Regions from separate parts of the Anas platyrhynchos genome. Here region 2 is linked to region 1. The links are chromatin contacts, called in public Hi-C maps. All regions are on one chromosome and are shown on one strand. The core of a region is the stretch at or near the end of the contact, and the rest is flanking DNA. Distances in the headings are between cores, read along the strand shown.

Region 1 (6,723 bases), core at 2,029-4,528:
GACAGATCAGTTACGTGATGCTAACACACCTATGACTCCAAGCACTCCAAGCATCTGCTGCACATTACCGCACTCAAAGCAAAAGTAAGTCAATAAATGTTTTTTCTGCTAACAAAGAGCCCTGGAATTGGAAAGCCTTGATGGAAGGAAGTGTGTGATTGACACCAAGAAGGAACAACGCACAAAATTAACAACTGGAAGCTACCTGAGGGTGTTAGAAATACTTCTGTTGCAAGTGATTCTGTAAGCATCAACACAGCAGGGCACCAGTAGTCTGAGGAACTCCTCACAGGAGCCAACAGCTGAAGGAGAAGCTTCTGTAGCAGTAATCCAACATTTAAAAAACAAACACATGCTAACGTTGCACTAGATATTATTTCCATACTGAAAGGGAAGCCATAGGCAGAATAAAGCAAGCCATTTTCTCTCAATGTGGCAAATCAATTCAGAAGCAGTATGTCTGTGATGGGGGAAACCAAGTTTTCTAACAGCAATCCTCTGCCATTAGTATAGTCAAGTCATGCTCTTCACTTCTTCCTCGCCTTCTCATATAGTACAGCCAGTACATGTATTTACCCACTCCATATAAAGCGGGTCAACCCCAGTACAATACTGGGTGTTTAAACACAAACAATGCAGTCAAACATAACTTCCTCAGTGATGCTGTCTGTACATGCTGCATTTTGCTTAGAATAACGTTCCTTGCCAAGGCAGCTCAGCACAGACAAAGTACTATGCACCAACTGATCTCTCTAGTATTCTATTCATCTGAAATTACTGACAAAAACACATTGTTCTTTAAATGAGCCCTTCCCTTTTCTCAGGCCACACTAGCAGCACTGGAAGTGAGCATCACACATCCTCAAAGAAGCATAAGTAGATTTATTTGTATTGGCAGGCAAAAACTCCAGTGTGAGTCCAGTATCATCCTCATCTGACTCCATACCACAGCCTCAAAGACAACTGCACACCAGAGGCATATGTCTGTGTGCCATGACAGTGTGCCAGCAGACACCACATGCTTCAGAGCAAACCCAGTTACCTAGCCCCTGGACTATTCTGCCCAAGATTGCAAAGCTGGACCCGCATAACAGATAACCTCTACAAAATGCACACAATGTTAGCTAACATAAAACTGCACAGAAATTCAACTGCACAGTCACTGTATCCTCCTATTGTGCCAACAGGGAGTTAAAAACAGGCAAGAAGAGAGATTAAATCCATACTCAGCTAGAGTCCACAGACTGCCACCACTTGGCCAACAGTTCATACACTCAGCCCAAAGGAGCAACGAAGGCTGCAGCAGTGCAATACTAAGTGTTATACGGACCCAAGGATCACACTGCTCTACAAAGATAGGAGCCTTTCTGGGAGATCCAAGGCTGGAAGCCAGAAAGAAAGAAGCCTCAGGAAGCTGCTGAGGTTGCCACAGTTGGAAAACACCTCACCTGCCTGAGACTGCTGCATCCTGACTCAACACTGCTCCAAAGCAGTCTACTGCTACTCAGTAGAAAGCCTGCAGATTCAACTCAACAGCCCAGGAAGTTTCAGACAGCACAGTTGCACAAGGCTAGCAACTATGCATTTACCACTTTCCATTGTTAGTATTATTTTTGGCAGGAAAAAGTCAGTTACAACATCTATCTTCAGGGCCTCTTGCACATGCTGCTTCGAATCAATTTTACATCAAGCTGCTGAGGCAAGCATATTCATGAGCCAAGAAGAAGGGGACACCTCAACAACATGTTCTGTGCAGTCTTCTCCCTAAGCAGGTGTCCTGATGGAACGAACACTCCTCAAGTCAAAATCATTTTGTCTACATGGCACTGATCTTATCCACCCAATAAGTGAAGCAGGTATATCTTCAGACTCTTCACCTCAGAACCCTTCTCATTTTATTGAAATATAATTCATATTGACATATATACAAATAAAAGAGAAACCTGTTATATGTAAATACATTAATACAACAACGTAACACATTTTAAAAGTATTAAAGATTAGTCTATTTGTAATACATGTTCTTTATTATAAATTGCATCTATTTATGAAGAAACAGATCACAGAACTGCACCTGTACCTCCAGAAGCAGATCTAACCACATCTCCCAAAATATATTATTTCCTCCCGTATGCATCCCAACAGCTCATACTCCCAGACCAGCAGGCCACCATCATCAGCATGCTGTCAGCTGCTTCTCTGTATGCCGGCCCAAGACACTTCAAGTCACTTTTTGCTGCTGCATTTGACAACGCTATAGTGACAATGAGATAAGAATTAAGCACGATGAACAGCAGTTTGTCACAGGTAAAAGCAAGTTGGTCAAACAAGGCTATCTCACTAGGCCATCTGCACGCTCCTTCAGGCAGACCAACCTTCACCTCATCAGCTCCTGCTATCCATTCTTAATCCCAGCAGCAACTTGTTTTTGTAGCCTCAAGTTATTCTCACACCGTTGACGCTACATAAGAAGAGATCCGTCCCACACGCTCAGAAAACACCTCAAATATGCCCATTCTCACCAGGAGCCTTAAAACACATCTACTGAAGAGATGCCATTTTGATTAGGACATTGGCACTTCTTCAACGATTTTAAAGAGAAGGACCCGTTCACTTTCTCAGTACTTTTCTTTAAAGTACCATGGATCTTTAAGGCACTGAAGCAATTTTTAAGCGAAGACCTCGGAGAACAAGACCAAGCGTGACAAAGCCTCTTCACCGTGACAAAATACTGATGTACACCGCACCCCCACGGACCCCACAGGCGATGACTTCACCTCCCCTGCTCACCATGGGGGTGCAGCCCTCCCTCCTGCCCACGAGGAGGGGGCCCCACCAGCCGCCATCTCCTCACGCCCACCCCCCCAGCCCCACTCCCAGGCGACAAAATGGTGCCGAGCGCTCTTCGCACCCCGGCGGGCCGCGTGGCCGAGCCGGGCTCCGCTCAGCGGGCACCCCCCTTCAGCCAGAGCACGGAGCGGAACCAGGGGCACCTTCACCCCCCTCACAGAGCGCAGGAAGGGGCGACGAGACGCAGCCCACCCGCCTACCTCCAGCGTCTTCACCAGCACCCACATGTAGGCCTCGGAGATGCCCAGCGAGACGCCCAGCGCCGAGGGCAGCACGATGAGAGCGAGCACCATGGCGAGCCACGCCGCGCCCAGCCGCGCCGCCAGCCAGCCCAGCTCCTCCATGGCGGGCAGCGCCTCCTCCCGCGCCGCCTCCGTTCCCAGGCCAGCCGCTGCCCTCCGCCGCCCTAAAGCCTCACGGCCGGCCCCGGACCGCCCCCGGACCGCCCCCGGACAGCCCCCGGGACCGCCCCGCTCCGCCCGGCCCGACCCCGGCGCCCCGCCGGCGGAAAAACGGAGCTGGAGCCTGAGGCCTAGCCCCGGCCCGCAGAGCTGCCTCCGGGAGGGACGCACAGACTGTGAGGTGATGCAGGCTGCACTTTTTGGCTCTGGCACGGTGTGTCCTGCGTGAGGCACCGCAGCTCTGCATATGACTCGCTTCTCCCACTCCTTGCCTCGCCTCGCCTCTCTATGTGATTCCTCCAGGGACGATCGCTGGTGCAGCATCTGTGCACGGCCACCGCCAAAAGCAGTCTCCCGCTCAGTCCGAGGATGTCAGCCAGCACTTAAGGCTTGTTTTCCCCCAAGTGTTTAATTGTGGTCGCACCAGAGAGCCCCAGTCCGTGCCACGCACACTTTAGTACAAGAGTCCCTGCGCTGCAGAGCCGCAGCTCAAGCGCTGCTCAAACATGTCAGGGCTACAAGGACAAGTCGGGTAAGAGTGCTCAAAACCAGAAAGCAGTTAGGAGCAGAAACTAAAAAGAGGACACTATTTCTGGAACCACGTAGTATTCACTACACATTCGACCTAGGGTTACATTCAAGATTTGTGTTTTGTCTGTCCCTTCACTGACAGGATGACACACAGGGCAGTTATCACTCACCCATGAATCTCAGGTACACATGGCAGAGGCCAAATGTGTTGTTTACTCGGGGCATCAGGGAGCTGAAATCTCTATCCAAAGGAAAGGTAGCAACAGTGCAGTGTATCTCGCTCCTCAGGTAAATAATGTGTGTGTGGACAAGAATCTCTCATGCAGATTTCATCTCCTTTACTTTACAATTGCCTCACTCGGATAGTAAAATCTAACATAACTGTAGAAAGAGTTGCCATATAGATACACCCATGCAACACAGATTTTTTGTTTGTTGACAGAACCTTCAAAACTGAAAATAATGGATTACTTTGATCCAGTCAGTGTCCTTGTTAACCAGTGTTTCAGTAAAGCACAAAAAGTTTGAAATGGGTACAATGTCTGTCAAATCTGATGCCATGCACCAAAGTCAGGACTTGCAGAAAGCAGAAATCCATCCATGTCCCTTAAAGACCAGAGGACAATTCGGAGACCTATTGTTCTAACATTCATTGCGAGGAACTGAGGTGTTACTTTTCCACCATAATGGTGTGGCTATTGTACTATCCCCCACTCCCCTCCGTCCTGGCCGACATCAGAGGCAGCCAGATTCTGGCAGCTCTATAAGCAAAGACTAGAAAATGAACAGTCGTCACCAGCATTTGTTCTTTTTCTCCAGCAGGGAAGATGACTGCTGGGATCCCTGCTGTCATTAAATGACAATGGGAAAAAAATCGGTAGTGAAAACAAATATTAAGGTGCAATTTCAGGCATGTCCACTCTCTATAAACTTAACCCACAGAGGCAAAAGTGAACATGTCAACAAAAACTACTGCATCCAGGTTGCCCTGTAACCTTACCTGAGTAATTCACAACGATGTTAAGGTTAAATTGGAGAAAAATCATTTTTCTTGTTGTGCTCCTTAAAGTACCTTCTTCTTTGCCTAGTACAGCGCAGAGGGAAGATGTCTGGTAACCTGACATCCTCCTTGTAATCACAGAGCTGCTGTCAAAGTCCTGTAGTGAATGTGCTGAAGTTTCTTATTGCTCTTTATCTTGCATTCCTTCAAACACCAGCTAGCTGTTGACTGCAAAAACTGTTGACTTATTTAAAACAAAAGAGTCTTTGCCAAGTGCCCTTTGTCTTGTAAAAAAGGTAGAGCAGTTATAAACCACTCATCATTTATCTACTGATAAAGTAGTTTAAAATTAGTGCCACCATTCCTGCTTTTTTCTCTCAAGTATTGGGACCATACTTTCAGCATGGGCAAGAACACTTTCTAGTAGAAAGTGCAAAGTATGAGAAAAAAAGATCCTATGAGACTATATCAGTTTTTATAAAATTGGAAGAAAACATTTTCATAAAACCTTATATTTTGACTTATTTCACACAGTGTGGAAGGCTGAAGGTGAAATTAAATGTCTCACCTTTATCTAAACCAGATTCTCCAAATGAATCCAAAAACTTTGGGTGTGTTGACTTTTTTTGAAAAATCTTTCTGGGAACTTATGAGATTTCTTAATTTTTGTTCTGTAAATAACAGCACTAATCTATTTTTATGACCGTCAGAAGAATGTATTTACATTTCTTGCTTCAAAAGCCCTGTATACATAAAATGTAATTGTGACAGTTAAACTGAATCAAATAATAAGAAAAATCACATACAACGTTCTAGTCAGCTGTAGTACAAGCGTTTTCTGAACAATTTATTTTTACATTCCTTTCGGTGTAGTTATTTTATCCTGCTTGATTACCTGTGCCTGTAGAGTTTGGCTTTGTGGTGTGTAGCTGCAAAATGACTTTCCAGGAGCAGGGAAATGCTATTGAACTGACTCGGGACAAGCATCCAGACAGAGCTGCCTCATTCAGCATCACTCTCCCTTTGCAAAGTCATTGCACGGATTTCTGGCTTTGGGTGGGTCAGATTTGTTAAGAAGTAGCTTTTCACTTGTCTCCTGTCACTAGAGCCAGGCAGCTTCAGAATATTGTGAGAAACACTCTGTAGCCAATAACATAGGCTGAGGCAAGGATCTCAGTGAAGCAGCAATTTTATTCGCAATTGCAATGGCGGGCGCCCCACAAGCAGGAGAGTGCACCTACTAGTTCCAAAACACAGTTTATACACTTTTTGATGGCAGGACCCTGCCCTGTTTCCCCACTGAGTGGGTAATCCAGGTTCATAATCTATCTGATGCTTCACAGATAATGCATGGCCTTCAGTTGCCAGCCTGTTAAATTTCAAATTTATTTTGACTTTTTTTACTGTTTGAAGTGGTAATGTTTCTTCACTTATCTGACTTGACACTGCGATTTTCACCTAATTGTTCTAAAGAGTCTGGTTGTCTGCATTTTACAAGGTTGCCTGCTAAGTTTTCTGATCACTGCAAGCATACCTCAATACCACATTCCTTACCTTTAAACAATGTAACTCTGCAAAAACAACATTTTTATTCCCACAATATCAATCAGCTTCAGATCATTTAAATATCTGTATTTTATGTGAAATAAATATGGTCCCTTAGAGCATAGTTGTCTTAGTGCGACTTTTTATCTTGTGCCATTTGGTAATGGCAGGTAGCCAGTGAGCCACTCAGGGGAATTTCGCACTCTTGCATTTGTCTTCTGATTGCAGGCAGGTCGTGCTTTCTCTCCACCATTTCATTTGCTATAATTCACTGTAAAAACTGATATGCTTTACACACTGAGGAGTCAGATGATTTCAGCTTCAGTTTATAGCCTGGAACCAAACTGGCATTTTACCTTCTATGAATCTACCTCTGATTCATGTTGCACTGACAAT
Region 2 (6,275 bases), core at 2,993-5,492, 90 kb after region 1:
TAGCCATTAGACTAGCTGCCTGTAAATTGGTGGTGGCAAAACAACATGGTTTCTTAATGCTTGCTTTGGAGTTCTACATGCTTTATGTGAAGCCACAGAATGTTCACAATTTGATGGACTGAAGGCAGCTTGCTGTACAGTAGGCCAGGTTTGTGAATGTTGCAGAGTTATTTCCAGTGCATGGTAATGTTGCATAAAGCACCACAGGCTTTAGGAAAAGTGCTGTTTTTAACTCCGGTGATGTGAATTGAGCTTTGAGTAGATGGTATCTTTCTAACAAAATAGCCATCATTTAGTCTGTAGCCTGAGGATAGCAGACCTGTGGAAATAACCTGGGTCAGTTTTACCTACTCAAGCTTGACAGGGTAGAGATAAGAGAAAATTGACATTCAAAGGGGAATTTGCTGTATTCTCCTAATACAAGAGAAGCTCACATTACCAGGATGTTGTGAGGTTTGTTTGTTTTCTTAAATCAGTTTGAAGAAAAAAACATAACCTGGCTAAAATTTACACACCTCTTTGATCAATAACAGAGGAGCCTATGTTACTACATGATAACTATTGAAAAGAGTTGTTGGGTTGTTCCTCTCCACACTGTAAACGTTTTTTTTACCTGCTCTTGTATTGGTTTTTAGTCCCGCCGTTCTTCTTTCAACATCTGGACCACATTGGCCGACGGGTAGACCATTATGAAAGACCTGAGCTATCTCTGGGATCATATGAATATGTTGCTACTTTGGATTATTGCCGAGTGAGTATTTCCAATACGCAAAATTATTTATGATTTGATGTCAAAACAAACAAAATCCTTTAAGTACCTGTGTTGGAGTAAATGCACTTACAAGCTGAATATCAGAGTCCAAGAACATTTTAGAAAATGTGCAGATGTGGAGGATTTAAGCTTACAATAATGTTTTGCTCTTTTGTGCTGGATGGAGACTAGCAACTAACAGTAATAAATCGTTTCTCAAAGTCGTGGGTCACAAGTCTTCAACTGAGATGCTGGTTTGGTCCTTGGAAGCATTTAGAGGATGTTCAGAGGCTATAGTTCAAATTCTGATGCAGCGTTGCATTTTAGCTGCATGACTTACTAATTTTGCAGACCAACATGCACCTGAATTGCCTTCTCAGCTTTTCAAACCTTAGCATGGGAATTTGAATCTTGTCTTGGCATGAGTAGTTTTAGTGTTCTGACCAGTAAGTTGAATGGGTTCTCTCTCCTAATAATTAATTAAGAACTTGATCCAAAGTCTACTCAAGCCACTGGAAGTATTTGTAGTTGATTTTATTAGATAGCTATATTTTGTACTTCCCAAAGCATAAATTATTTAAGCTTTTCAAACTTTTTTACAAAATTTTTCAAAATTCCTAGTGTGACCTCATCTTCCCACAGCAGCATGGACATATTTTTTGGTGCTTTCTGAATTGGGTGGAATTTTCTTTCCATCGGTGGAATGCGGATATGATAAAATTAGGAAAGGCGGTTCAATCCAACAAAGCCTTGAAGTAGGTACAAGTAACTTCCTCAGACCATCAGATTATTTCTGGTACAAAGAAATGAACAAGTTTTAATTCTGGTCTCTCACAGGGGTACTGCTTCCAAGTCCACTGAAATCCCTGAGACTGCCTTTAGAGATTCCATTGACATCTGCATTAAACCCCAGGGTGGGAGAGAACTCTGGCTGTAATGGGGCATTATAGAAATAGTGTGGGATCCTTGGTGTACATCCATCAAATTTGGTTCAGCTTTGCTGCTTTCTGCAGCTAAGCTTTTGAAAATGTGTATACTGAATAGCTCCATTCGATTTTCAGTTTTCCCTATTGAGTAACCGATGTTCATCATCACAGTCTTGCTTTCAGTGCAGTGAATGTGCCATATAGTTTAAATGAGGGAGCTTCTGTGATAAGCCATCCAGCATGGTTTGTCTTCTTGTTCCATAGACTCAGCAGAATGTTACAAAAAATAAATCTGATAAAATCAGCACTCACACTGGCAATGTTAAGTCATTAAATTTTAGAGAAGTTAACGTTATTTTCTCATTTTGCTCCAAGTTAGAAAAGTTTAGTTCTTTTATAAATCAGTTTAAGACCAGAACTGAAAAGCCATTTCCTTTTGTGCTTATCAAATGACAAGGATGAATGGCTAAAAAAAGTTAATAACAGCTGTTTTGCATTATTGTGCTCCTGCTCAGTGGATGTGGCAAGAGCACAAATTCTCATTTCTGCCATATATTTGTTAGAAATTACGTAGGAATTCTTTATAAATAGAGATGTGCTACGAGAGTTCAGAAAGTAGCGTTTGATATGTTTTTTGAAACTAGAATCCAAATGCAAAAAACAGAACAGGTTTTAAAATTACTGTCTGGTTTTAGTTGACAAGAGTTAATCTTGATTTACGTGATTCAAATGAAGTGAGATCAAGGGTATAATGTTCAATTTTATGTGTTCTGAGGATATGACGATGGATAAGTCATATTTCAAGGATTAGATGATTTTTTTGTTATATGGAGTTTTCTGCAGATTATTTGTAATGAGTAAAATTTGGTAAGTGGTCAGAAGTCTTTATATGAAGGCAGTGAAATAGCATATGTAACTATAATGCAAAAGTTGTCCTGAACTTGACACCAGGTAATGACCACTACTCATCTTAATGAGAATTAGAAAAACTGAATTTAGGCATACGGCTAGGCCCATGATGATTACTGTTGCTATGTGCACTCTATATGATCTTCCTGGGCACATCAGTAAGCATTACATTACTTTGTTTATAAACAAAAATAAAACAATCATCATCTTGTTAGTTACAGAAGCTTGGTCAGTAGTGTATATGACAATATGTATGCTACTTAAATGTCTCTTATGTATGACTGTGGCTAAGAAGCTGTGCCAAAAGGAATCTGTACCAGTCTGAGTCGCTGCTCTGTATGTAGCAGTTGCATACATCGAGCATTACACTCTAGTGCTTTAATTATCTTACAGAAAATCAGCTTATTCCTGAAAGTACAGTTTTCTTATCTGTCCAGAGTGTACTGGAGCATGAGAAAGCAAGACAGAGAAGATGCTGATGAACAGTTGGTGGTGCTAGAGATTGCAGTATTTTAATTCTGGTTCAGTACCTAAGTCACATTTTCTGTTTCCAGATTGGTTAGAAATTGCTTAACAGTTTTTAGAGGCAAATGTTAACAAAAACTGAATTTAAGCATTTCTGTAAACAAAATGGTATTGTGTAAGCATATATGGAATACAGAAACAAATTTGTTTAAACACTTGAATTCCAATAGAAAATGCTAGTATTTCGTCTTATCTAATAAACTTTTATCCTTTACGTATTTTATTCTATTAGGATCTATTTTCCAGTAGTACAGTTTATTCCAAGGATGGTGCTTACCCAGGACATGCCATCTTTCTGTAATAATTACTCTTTCTAATTCATAGCATTTTTCAAATGACTAAACACAGTATTTAGATTGCCCTATGGTACCTTTTTGTAAATCTTTTTGACATAACAGGACACTGTCTAATTTTCTCTGTGAATATTTTTTCCATAGAATAACAAGCCTCCAAATCCACCAGCTTATATCTTCATGATTGATGTATCATACCGAAATATAAACAGTGGTCTAGTTAAACTCATATGTGAGGAACTGAAGACACTGCTAGATAAGCTTCCAAGGTAAAGAAACATACATGGGTTTTGCTTAATGTACCATACCGCAGTTTACAAGAAGCTCTGCATGTTGAGAGGTAAAACCAAGAAAGTACAAAAAATGACAGAACTTACAATACAGGTATTTTTGAGGTGGTAGTGACTAAATGGTAATTTAAAAATTGCTGGCAGTTTTTGAAAAATTAAGATTGATATCTGGGTTTACGATATGAACGGAAGGAATGCCTTGTACTGACTGAACATGTAGCACTTTCTTTTCTTTTCCTGTACTGAACTCTAGTGGTATTATCAGCTAAGTCCCAGCTTGTAGTTTTGACTTTATGTGCTGTGGTTCTGTTTACTGCAGTGCTACTGTTCTCGTTAGATTAAGCAGAGAAATACCACAAACCAGAATCTCAAGAAAGTAAAGTCTCTCTAAAGCCAGTGTTGGTAGGTTGTATCTTTAGCTCGTTTCTTTTTTTTTAATCAGCAGAACTTAGTTTCCTTTGTTGTGAGATTTTTCTGCCCTGCTATGTATCTGAGAGGTGAGCAAATCTTGTAGGCAACTGACATTCTGTTAAGTATGGCATGTTTGCTATGTCAGCATGTCCTGGTTTCAGTTAGAACAGAGTTGATTTTCTTCCTAGTTGCTGGTGGAATGCTGTGTTTTGGCTTGGGATGAGAAGAGCGCTGATAACACCCCGATGCTTTAATTGTTGCAGAGCAGTGCTTATACTAAGCCAAGGACATCTCAGCCTTTTGCTCTGTCCTGCCAACGGGCAGGCTGGGGGTGCAGTAAGAGCTGGGAGGGGACAGACCCAGGACAGGTGACCCAAACTGGCCAAAGGGGTATTCCATGCCATCTGGGGTCATGCTGAACAATATATAGGGGTGGCTAGCTAGGGGAGGGGGCCGGACTGCTCGGGGTTAGGCTGGGCATCGGTCAGCAGGTGGTGAGCAATTGCATTGTGCATCACTTGTTTGTACACATTATTATTAGTAGTACTATTATTATCATTGTATTATTATTACTATTTTCCTGTCTTATTAAACTGTCTTTATCTCAACTCACGGGCTTCACTTTCCATTTCTCTCCCCCGTCCCGGAGGGGGAGGGTGAGTGAACGGCTGCGTGGTGTTTAGCTGCCGGACAGGTTAAACCACGACACAGCATTAAATGTGTAGTAGTACTATTACTACTGATCTGTATTAATCACAGTATATTGCTTTAGTATAGTTTCATGTAGTTTTCAGTATATGTTTAGTGCAGTTTTCACTAATGAATAATGCTGACAGTTAAATGAAAGCAGTGGCAGTCAGACTGAAAAAATTAAGTAGACGAGGTGTTTATTAGTTGAGGCATACAAAAGGATTGAAGAGCATACAGAAAGAAAATGCATTCTGAATAACAGTGTTTATAGAGGGAGAACATGCTTAAGAAACAGAGGGAGCAAAGTGAGGAAGAGTGGGAGACAAGACCCTTGAGATGAACAGGGATATGTTAATCTTTTTATCATATGTGCTTGTCACATTTCACATATGTGATCTCTGTGCATGAAAGAGATTCCAGTTCAGGGTGGGGAGTTTGTCAGATGCCCGTGTAAGACCATCCCTTGCGCACTTTGTCGTTGAAGATTACACTGGAGACACGAGTGTTTGATATTGTCCTGCACATACATGTATCTCAGAGCTTTCTATCAGGATTGGTCATGACTCTGAAGATAATAAAAGGCCATGGGTATAGTAGCAAAAAACAATTGGCAGTTTCGGAACACCTGGTCTTGAATAGAGAAAGTAAAGGAAAAATGAAAGCAAGTGTATCTACATCACAAGAAGTAACATACACTTCCTCAGAAGCACTCTGTAGATATCTACTGCTAAATACCCTGTTTGCATGGACAAAGTTTTCACGTCCACTGAAAAAAGCAAGATAGATAAATAAAGGGCAGGCCCATTGGTTTCTTCAGAGTGATATGTTGCCTTTAAACAATATGAATTGAAAAATAATAATAATCAGGCACTCACTCCACCAGCATTTGTGGTGAAACTTCTATTTTGGTGCTAAGACGTGAACTTCACTGTGTGTTCATTTTCTGTTGCTGAAGAAAGACACCTGCAAAAACATTCTGCTGTTATCACATGAGGTGAAAACCCTGTGCTCAGATTTCCGGGAGCCCAAATTCTTTAAGAGGAAAGACTTCTGGTTAACAGAGCAATGTGTGTAACAAAAAGGCCACTGGTGTAGCGGCTTGTGGCAGGTAAGCCTGTGAGAATGGCTGAGAAATTAAAGCTAGCAAATAATGGATTAAGTTAGGTGTCTAGCGACTTTGTGTTAAAAGGGCTTTATGCTTCTGCAGATTTGCAGCACAGCAGCAAACATATTATTTGCTTGCTAGAAGTTTTAGGGCAGGCGCTTTCAAATTTAGATGTTCTAAACCAGAACACTAATTCTCTGTTTAGATAAATAGAGAAATGTGTTTACAGAAATTCTGCTCTTGACCTCAGAAAATCACGCTATTTGTACCAGTATGATTTTTTAGACATATAACTTAAAAACATTTGAGTGCATTTGATTCAGACATCTCATTCTGAGGCACTAAAAAGAACTAAGTGTGTTAGCCACACAGGCA

The links. A called contact is a pair of places that touch in the nucleus more often than the background predicts.
Region 2: a Hi-C map of small yellow follicle shows a contact between it and region 1, with 4 times the contacts expected there. The contact joins the enhancer-like site here to the promoter of LOC101797414 in region 1. A contact is called at or near these places in 2 of 8 Hi-C or Micro-C datasets (small yellow follicle and subcutaneous adipose tissue).

The regions. Positions count from the first base shown.
Region 1 is chr4:4,081,408-4,088,130 of IASCAAS_PekinDuck_T2T, forward strand. It overlaps LOC101797414 (glycerol-3-phosphate acyltransferase 3), which reads right to left and starts at 3,279. Exons shown (of 12, transcript XM_072036812.1): 1 at 3,051-3,279.
Region 2 is chr4:4,170,684-4,176,958 of IASCAAS_PekinDuck_T2T, forward strand. It overlaps LOC101797052 (protein transport protein Sec24D), which reads left to right. Exons shown (of 23, transcript XM_038178985.2): 10 at 636-751; 11 at 3,549-3,673. Among named protein-coding and RNA genes, the nearest start is that of METTL14, 50 kb to the right of the region's middle. Within about 2 kb of position 4,243, at least 4 of the 8 cell types and tissues checked have an H3K27ac peak or open chromatin away from gene starts, as enhancers often do. A contact at or near this core is called in small yellow follicle, where this site is marked.